Regions from separate parts of the Gossypium arboreum genome. Here regions 2 and 3 are each linked to region 1. A link is a contact called in public Hi-C data. All regions are on one chromosome and are shown on one strand. The core of a region is the stretch at or near the end of the contact, and the rest is flanking DNA. Distances in the headings are between cores, read along the strand shown.

What was found. Hi-C and Micro-C count contacts between places; a contact is called where the count stands out from the background.
Region 2: a contact with region 1 is called in a Hi-C map of leaf, with 4 times the contacts expected there. The contact joins the promoter of LOC108460060 here to the promoter of LOC108459295 in region 1. A contact is called at or near these places in 2 of 5 Hi-C or Micro-C datasets (both in leaf).
Region 3: a contact with region 1 is called in a Hi-C map of leaf, with 2.3 times the contacts expected there. The contact joins the promoter of LOC108459792 here to the promoter of LOC108459295 in region 1. A contact is called at or near these places in 2 of 5 Hi-C or Micro-C datasets (both in leaf).

What each region holds. Positions count from the first base shown.
Region 1 is chr4:105,870,199-105,873,254 of ASM2569848v2, forward strand. LOC108459295 (putative cyclin-D7-1) reads right to left here and starts at 1,589. Exons shown (of 6, transcript XM_017758641.2): 1 at 1,105-1,589; 2 at 903-989; 3 at 666-764; 4 at 345-552; 5 at 116-249; 6 at 1-15. The coding sequence starts at 1,398. It overlaps LOC108459395, which reads right to left. Exons shown (of 8, transcript XM_017758758.2): 8 at 3,045-3,056.
Region 2 is chr4:106,062,285-106,065,340 of ASM2569848v2, forward strand. It overlaps LOC108460060 (subtilisin inhibitor-like), which reads left to right and starts at 1,665. Exons shown (of 2, transcript XM_017759439.2): 1 at 1,665-1,909; 2 at 2,007-2,385. The coding sequence starts at 1,834. The coding sequence ends at 2,236.
Region 3 is chr4:106,006,589-106,009,644 of ASM2569848v2, forward strand. It overlaps LOC108459792 (L-type lectin-domain containing receptor kinase IV.1), which reads right to left and starts at 1,494. Exons shown (of 1, transcript XM_017759195.2): 1 at 1-1,494. The coding sequence starts at 1,315.

The sequences.
Region 1 (3,056 bases), core at 339-2,838:
TTCCATAATATCATCCTGCCCCACTTGGGATATTTTAGTTATAATATTAATGGAACAGTAGTAAACTAATATATATATATCAAGATAAGGAAACCTGGCATTTTAATATTTTTACCTCGTGATCTTGGTTTATTAGCTTCAAAATTTTGGTGAGATGGGCATTATATGATGATGGAACTAACTCTTCTAGACTGCACCATAAAGCAGATACTGCAACAACGCTAGGTGGATATGGCACCAACTCGAAATCTGCACCATGACAATTACACAAGTTACAACAACCAAGGTTCATTCGATTTACTTTGATTTCAATCTCTTCTTGAAAATATATATATGCGTATTACCCAATATAGCTTTGACAAGTGTCCTATTAACTTGGTTGATTAACTCCTTGTGAAGGTTATAATTGATATCACAGATATAATTTGATGTAATCAGCTCTATATAGGAATAGGATGTTGTAGAACCAAGACGCCATTTTAAAGCCTGTAACACCATCAGTTCCATCTGCTGGATTGTGCTCGGTTGAAAACAATGCTCCAAGTCTTCCATCTTCAATCAAAACATTAACTTCCAACTGGTTAGTATCAAATTTTTTGAGAAACATTGATACATATATGATTCAGTAGTTTTTGTCGTCATCAGACAAAATTAATTGCATTCACCTGAAGTTCATCCAAGGAAGGGAGGGAAGTCTCGTTGAACTTGGCGGCAATGGATAAACATGCAACGGATAGCAACTCCATCATCCAATGCTTCCATCCCTGAATTATGCATGTTACGAATAAAAAAGTAGATGATTTAATTCTTAAAACTACAAATTGTAGTTGAGACTTGAAAGATAAAATGGCAAGCTATCAGAAGAAGGAAAAAGAAAAATCCACAATTTAAATGTTCCTTACATGGCACTGACTCATTGATAGGAAACGATCTAGGTAATTTACCGCATTGAAAACGGTTCCAATAGACAGATTTAACCGAGTACAAGTCTGAAAGAAAAACATCAAATGAGAGAAAACAGACCGAAATTTATTATAAAACCATTTCGTATTAGCGGCCATCTAAGAGAAAATGTAAGGACATTGATGAGGAAAGAAATTGAACCTTAATAAGCCACTGAACCGCTCTAAACCTAGCAAACACCAAATTTTTAGATTGGAGATAATCTAGATATCCAGCTTCAGGCATGTAACTAAGCTCTTTCTTCAGGCATATTACAAGAGCCTGCTCCGAGTCTTCCTTTGTCGTATAAAATAAATCTGCATAGCCATAGCCCTTCCAAATGTAATGTTCACTTTCATGGCTGAGGTCTGGAGTTCCAGGACTCGAAAGCCAAACCTCATCACAAAGCAAATTCTCCATTGCAATTCTGCTTTCTGATTTCGAGAAAGAACTCATATAGAAAGGTACGTAGAAGTTTAAAAATTTTCAATGATAATGTCACATAGGAGATGGTCTGACATGATAGTCACCTTGTACTGTACGTTCAACTTTGGTACAACGAAAGAGAAAGCAACAGAAACGACATAGCCTGAGAGGGTTAAGTAATGGGTTTAGCCGTATAGAGCAGTTATAATTATCAAGTTTTTTTTCCCAAGGGGTAGTGGGGTAGTTGGATGGGGAAATGGGGGAGTGATAGAAGACATAAAAGGGGGGAGACCTCCCTCATGAAGTGGGGTAAATGCGGTTGCGATATTTGGTTTTTTGACTGTGCAGTAACCAATTGCGTGAACGCACGAGGATGGTTGAGCTGGTTTCATAAATGTGCAGCCCCTCAACGTTGGAAAAGAAACCCTCGATTTTTATTTGGGTAAACTAGCCAGGAATTCACTTAGCTTTCATAAGTTTTCTTTGGTATTGAAAAATAAAAATTTTATTTTAAGCATTGTTGTTAAAAATTATATTTATTTTAGGTATTTTTATTAAAAATAATTTTGATTTTAATTATATGTCGTTGATTTTTATTTTTACATGGAATTGAGTTATTTAGATGCATTAACTTAAATTCAAGTAAAAACTCAAGTTTTCTCCTTTAAAAATCGAGGTAATTAACCGAAATTCAAATTTTTCCTTGTTACTCAAAAACTAAATTTAGAATGAAAATGAAAATAGAATAATTTTTCCTATAAATATCTTGTAAAACCCCAAAAGTTTTCCTTTTATTAAAAAATTAAAATTAATTCTAAAAATAAAGTGAATTAAATTAAGAAAATGGTTTTCCTTAAAATACCCAATTTTTCCTATAAAAATCTAAGCAATTACTATAAAATTTCAAGTTTTCCCTTAATTTAAAAAAAAAGAAAAGAATAAAGGAAATTAAAATATAAAATTAATTTTCCATTTAAAATTAGGTTTTCATTGTAAAACCCATGTTTTTTCTTATAAATCCTAGGTATTTTGTCTTATACTAAAAAATTGTCTTATACTAAAAAAACTAAAATTAATTATAAAAGAAAAATAAAATAAGTAGTTAAAACAAAAACTTATTAAAACTGAATAACTAAAATGAATGTATAATAATATTAAATTAACGGTGAGTGACCAAAATAGAAACGGTTTTTAATGAAAGTGTCTTAAATGAAAATGATTTTTAACAAAAATGCCTAAAATGAAAACTTGTGAAAGTTGAGTGACCAACTATCAAATTTACCTTTTTTATTATAATCAGATAGTTTGAGGCTGTAAGGAGAGGTGTAGGTGGGGCTCGCTTCACGTTGGGTTCGTCAGTTGTGCGTGGGGCCTCGTTTTCAACTCAATGGATCATAAGGCCGCAGTAACTGCTCATTGTGCAGCCAACTAATCAGGGCAGAAACTGACTATTTTTATGCCATGGAACAGCAAAAATATCTGCCCATGCGTACTGAAAATTTATATACCATTTTATCCATCCTGATTTATTCCCCTCTTTTATTCTTTTTCTCTTACTGGGCTAACAAAATTTCGGAGGACTATTAGGTTAGTGCTCTTTAAAGTTATTTGACTATAAGCTATGGTTTTGATAATAAAAGTCAGATGAGATTAACAAAGTTTGATTACACACCCTATTGTTTACCAGC
Region 2 (3,056 bases), core at 415-2,914, 190 kb after region 1:
ATGAAATATTTAAAAAAAGTATGCAAATAAACTTACTTTCCGTATCGATTTTCCAACACAAATGTGATGTATGTTAATGATTTTGCCATAGTTCATCTTTCCACAATTGGGTAACTAGTTTAAATGGTTAATTGAAGTTTAATGGCCAATGATGTCGACTATTGCATTAAATTGATCAATTGTATGTTTGCATGTGTTAAATTGATGTGCTTACATGTTTTATTTTGACAACCTAAAGCGTGCATCTAGGCTAGGGAGAATGGAGACTAACCTTAGTTGGGAATAGATTGATTTACCCTAAAGCCTAAACTCTTTAACTTTTTCGAGTGTCATTAAGTCAAGAAATCCATCATAGGCTGAATTTATAGGCAAGAACTATGGTTAAATGGAGAACCTTATGATCGGGGGTAAGTTGAGAGACTAGAATGACCTAGGGCTAGTGATCTTACAAGGATTTAATTTAGCATTTCGTTCCATAGTCATTAGGTGAATCAATCTACAATTACTTAAGCTTGTTGGTGAAGTTATTAGTTGAGAGTTGATTTTAGCTTTTAGTATTTTAATGCTTAATGTAAACATAATGGAAATGTTAATCGGCTAGGTTGATAACTCTCAATTCGATTAGATTGGTAATTTACTTCAGTAATGCTCGAGTGTTCGAATTTAGCAAAGGATTTAGCCAATAATTCTCCCCAAGGGTACAATTCTTCCCAAGGGTACAATTCTTAGAGTACTTGTTAAGTATTTCATTGTAAGAAAACTATAATATAATTTAATATTGTAGGTTTGTGATTAAATCTCAATCATCAATTTTATATACTTTTATTATAAGCGGAACGAAAAGGTCGGATGTGTAATGTTAAAGACAATTACAATCTCCATGAATATTGGATGCATCCATTCTTGTCCTGCTTCGCTTCAGTTTAATTTTTACTAGTTATTTCTACTATTTTCAATTTTTTAAAGAAAAATAAATATTTGACCATAATTTTTTTTAAATATTTTAACTTGAAATATCTGAGGTTTTCTTATAACACTTTTTTTACATTTTTATCTTGTTCATTGTTATATATATATATATGACAAAATGATAGTTTTATATAGTAGGGCAGGATAAACAATTGTTATAACTACTCCATATCCATTGTCCAAAAAAATTTATTGCATATCATGTCACATCCATTTTTCCAAAAAATAAAAGGATTAGTTCAAAATTTATTGGTTGTTTCAAATTTTGTTATCCTTAGCTTCAAATTTTGTCATTTCAACTAAAGTCTTATTTGTGTTTGAAGTAATTTTTTTATAAATATATTTTTACATAATTTTTTTCATCTACATTGTGAGTATTTCATAATCCAATTAAATTTAGTTGCATAATTGACCCAGAGAGATCAAACTGTCGGGCCAGTCCAATGTGGATGTGCTGATTAGACGGGCCATAGTTTCATGAACATTTTGATATCAAATTATTTTGGGCCTAGCGGATGTGGTGTTTAAACAAGCCTTTCATGAAGATTTAACATTCTTGTGAAGGTTCATACTTTTGGGCCACTGACCATCGTCCCTGCATTTCAAGCCTAATAAAATTTTCAATTTCACAAGAGAGTCAACATTAACAAGCCGGCCTTATTCCTAGCAGGACGAGTGACATTCTTGTCGTGCACCGCATAGTAATAATCAAATTCTATGCCCGCCATATGAAGGAGTTGTCAGGAAAACTCTCCATGTGGCAAAACCAAATATTGAACTTTGATAAAATCAATCAAGAAGAGGACATTTAAACAAGAACCCCCCCGTCCCTTCATAAGTCACCAAATATACCATTGCTTTTCCATGGCTGAGAAGCAGCAAACTGAACCCTCTGACAAACAACCTGGTGAATTAACAGACTCAGCGCCGGTTTTACCAAGTAAGTTGGTCGCCTCCCATCGTCTCAGATCATTCAAATTATTTGAGTTATAATTTGATAGTTAGTGGTAGACTCATTTATAGGATGTTAAATGCAGGAACTTATGGGACATTGCTTGGACCAAGCACTGCTCCGAAAATGGAATGGCCTGAGTTAGTAGGCCTTACCCCTGAGGAAGCAGAGAGAAAGATCAAGGAAGACATGCCAAGAGTCCAGATTCAGGTGGTCCAAGCTAATTGCTTTGTTACCATGGATTTCAACCATGGAAGGGTTCGATTATATCTTGACCCTTCAGGAAAAGTTGAAAGGCCTCCAAGAATTGGCTAAATCTAACTTGTTTGCTTTCGAGAATAATATTACAACGTCATAGTTGTTAAGACATCATTAGAATCACAGGTAAACAATGAGCAAAACTTTTGCATGAACGTATGTAATAAAACTTGGAACTTTCATTTGGAGTTGAATAGTTGAAATCAGATGATTCTCTTGTTATGGGGTAGGAAAGTCAGAAAATTCAACTGGATGATGGTCATAATAGAAAATAGATGAAGCAAGATAGAAGTGGTCCCCCGAGATATTGTTTTAGCATCTTATATCAATGTAGTGAAGTACTGAAGTATGGACAGCATTCAATCACCTTTTTCTTCTTCATCCATAAAAGAAAAGGAAACCGTCAAATGTCTTCTCCCCTTTTGCTTATTTTAGCCATGGGTTTGGTGTTGGTGGTTCATTTGGTGTGTCTTGGTTTTGTCTGATATCTATCTGTGGTGATCTTGAGTCTTGTTCTTTGGGTATTTTTGTTTGCCTATTAAAATGTCAAACTCCCACTGCGCCACTAGGCCACTATTAGAAGATTCCAACTGTAACAACCCCACTATTTCCATGGCCTCTTTCAATCATAAATATACAATTGATATCAAGAGGGTAGAGTTAGCACATGGTCATGACCCTAACATTGGTCTTCTGTTTTGTTTTTTTCTCTCCTAAGCCCAATATTTGAAGTACTGTTCCATATGTTTAGCCAATGAATGGCAAGTCTGCGCAGTTTTAATTAATACTCATTTCAATCTCAGGCTTATGAAGTTCCGTATTACCTTTAAATCTTCGTGAATTTGCAGTCCAGTTTCTAATTACGAATTCCAACATT
Region 3 (3,056 bases), core at 244-2,743, 140 kb after region 1:
GGGTGAGCTTTGGCTGGCCATACAAGTACTTATCGAGACTTCCATTTGGCATGTAGTCATAGACCAAAAGTAGCTCATCCTTACGCCGGCAATATCCCAAGAGTTGAACCAAATTCCGGTGACGGAGACGACCGATACTCACAATTTCTGCTATGAATTCCTTCATCCCTTGTCTCGATTCATGTGAAACTCTTTTCACGGCAACCTCAAGTTTACTGGTTGGAAGAACTCCTCTATAGACTTTTCCAAAGCCACCAGAACCCAATAGCTCCTTGTCTTTGAATCCTTTTGTAGCAACATACAGATCTTTAAACTTGAATCTATGAGGCCCATACTCAAGCTCCCAATCTTCAACAACTTCAGCAAATTTCCTCTTCCTCCTCATGAAATAAACTACACCTGAAACTGCTGCCAAAATCACACTCACTGAAATCAAAGGCAACCCGATTGTCAAAAGCCTTGATATTTTCTTCGGTCCTACAGGAGGAAGCTTTGGAAGCTGAGACAGGGTAAGCTCTCGCGCCTGACCATTCATCTTAAAGCTCCAACCCAAGACATAATGAGATGTGAGAACAGAGCCAGTTGAGGATGAAAAACCAACATACATCCCATTGTTAACTATTGAAGAAAGATCAAGAGGCAAAGATAAAAGTGGAGTCTTGGGTTTAGAAAGTCTAAATGGAGCTAAAGTAACATCCATTCGCTTCTCGAGACCATGATATTCAACCCAAACTTGTATCCTTTGCCCAATCAGGCTAAGGTTTCTAAACTGACGGCTTCCATCCTCGTGATATCCTGCTGGAAAAGATAAATTAGACTTTAACCCGTTTATATCAATCCCAACGTGATTGTCATTGATGTCATCAAACTGGGGACTTAGTAGCGTATCGAATTCTACAGCAACAACGTGGTTTCTACCGTCGCCATTGTTGGACTTGTTGAAGAGTCCGAGATATTGGCCTGGATCAGCTCCGGGGAGGCCCCTGGTTGGTGAAACCACGAAAGCCATTCCGTGTGCGCTGACAGTTGGGTATTGAGGGATAATAGCGAAGACAAAGATGGTAGAGAAGGAAGAAACTGAACGGCTGGTTGAGTTGTTGAAGTTTACAAGGTGAGGATAGAAAGCATGTCCTTGTTGTCTTTCGGCTTCATTGGTGAGTTTTAGGAGTCCATTGGAAGTGAGCACTGCGATGCCATCAAGGCTTAGATTAGCCGACCGGAATCCGTTGTAGATGAAACCAAAATCATCTCTGGCTGCTAAGCTTACCAGAAGAGTTAGCAGAATTGCTAATCTGAAAGTGAAACACATTGCCATAGTCGCGGTTTACTTTGCTTCTCTTTCGGTTCTGTCTTTGGTTCTCTAATCTTTGACCTTTATTTATTTATGGATTACGTTATGGTGCTTGAGATCAGTATGAAAGTCCATAGAATCTCTACCATGAAATAGATTTGATTTTTATGACAGATTAATTATGGTTAAAATCCCTGCTGAAAATTGAGATTTAATGTTGTATTTTATTTTGGAATAATTTGATCATCTTTTATAATATTATTTGAAGGTTGATATTATTGGTTGTTACATGAGTCAATAATAAATTTAAAATGATTAAGATTATTCGAAAATTTATTTATGCTACCACTTTAACAGAATCTAACAATTTTGATAAGAATTGAGGCCCTAAAACCATAGTAAGGTTAAATAGTTGTCATCCTTTATTCAACTTACAGAATCTAATATAGAATAGCTAGGTTTTTATTTTTATTTAAAAAAAAAGAAGAAGAAGGAATTTTACCTTTGTTGGCTTAATTATAGTTAAATGTAAAATTACTATTGGATTTTTTAAATGGTTTAATTTCATGGAAAATGATTGTATGAAACAGTGACGTTACGTCATCCATATCCCTTTCCAATAGTTTTATGCCACATCAGTATTCTTATCTTAAATTTTAGGATTTTATCCTGAATTTTAGTATTTTAATTTGGATTTAATTTTTTCCAGGATAAAATCCTGAAATTCAGGATAACAGTACTGATGTGATATAAAACTATTGAAAAGAGATATAAATGATGTGGCGTCACTGTTTCATATAATCTTTTCTCTAATTTCATTAAAGGGGTAGTGCATGATAAATAATATTTGAAGGAGTAAATGATTACATGCTAAAAATAATTTCAGCAAATCTTGCATTAAGAAAATATTTTCAACCTTTTTTTGTTTAAAATAAAAGGTAAGAAAAATGGACCGATTGCCCATAATTTTTTTTTAAATTTGAGTAAATCACAACTAATATTTTTAATCGAATTAATTAAATTTTTAATTCAATTAATCAAACTAAAATTTATATTTATATTTTTTCTTTTGTTAAAACAAGTATAAAATATGTGAAAAATAAATTAATAATGTTCATTTGACTGAATTAATCGAATTAGTAATAGCTTAATATATATAATATATAATATTATTTATTAAGTTCGCTAATTTGATTAATTACCTAATTCGAATCGAATTAACCATTAACCGAAATTCAAAAAAAATTTAACCGACTATCGACCGAATTAGATCGATTAATCGACTGATTAATCAAATTAGATTAATTCGTGAATATAGAGATGTTTTGAGAGGTGTTAAAAATTTATAAAATGTAATATTTAATAAATTTTAAAATAAGTATCACATGCAATATGCATTATATCAGAATTGGTGTTAATAAAAAACCTGAGTTATTTATTAATTTTACGGATTTATCTTTGATTTAATAAAAGTGATTATGATTTTAAAAAAATTAATTACACTTTTAATAAGCATCTAACAATTAATTAGAATATATATATATATATATATAAAATTGAAGCCAACAAATTCACAGATAAAATATCTTAGTATAGTACAAATGTAAAAAATACAAATAAAATTTTAATTTGTATAAAATAGTGGTTAAAACTGTTGTTAGATTTTTAATTAGTGAGTTGAAATCATGTTACGTTATTACTTATCTTGATACTGTATGAAACAAAACACAATTTTTCTCGTTCTTTTGTCATTTTCCTTTTCTTT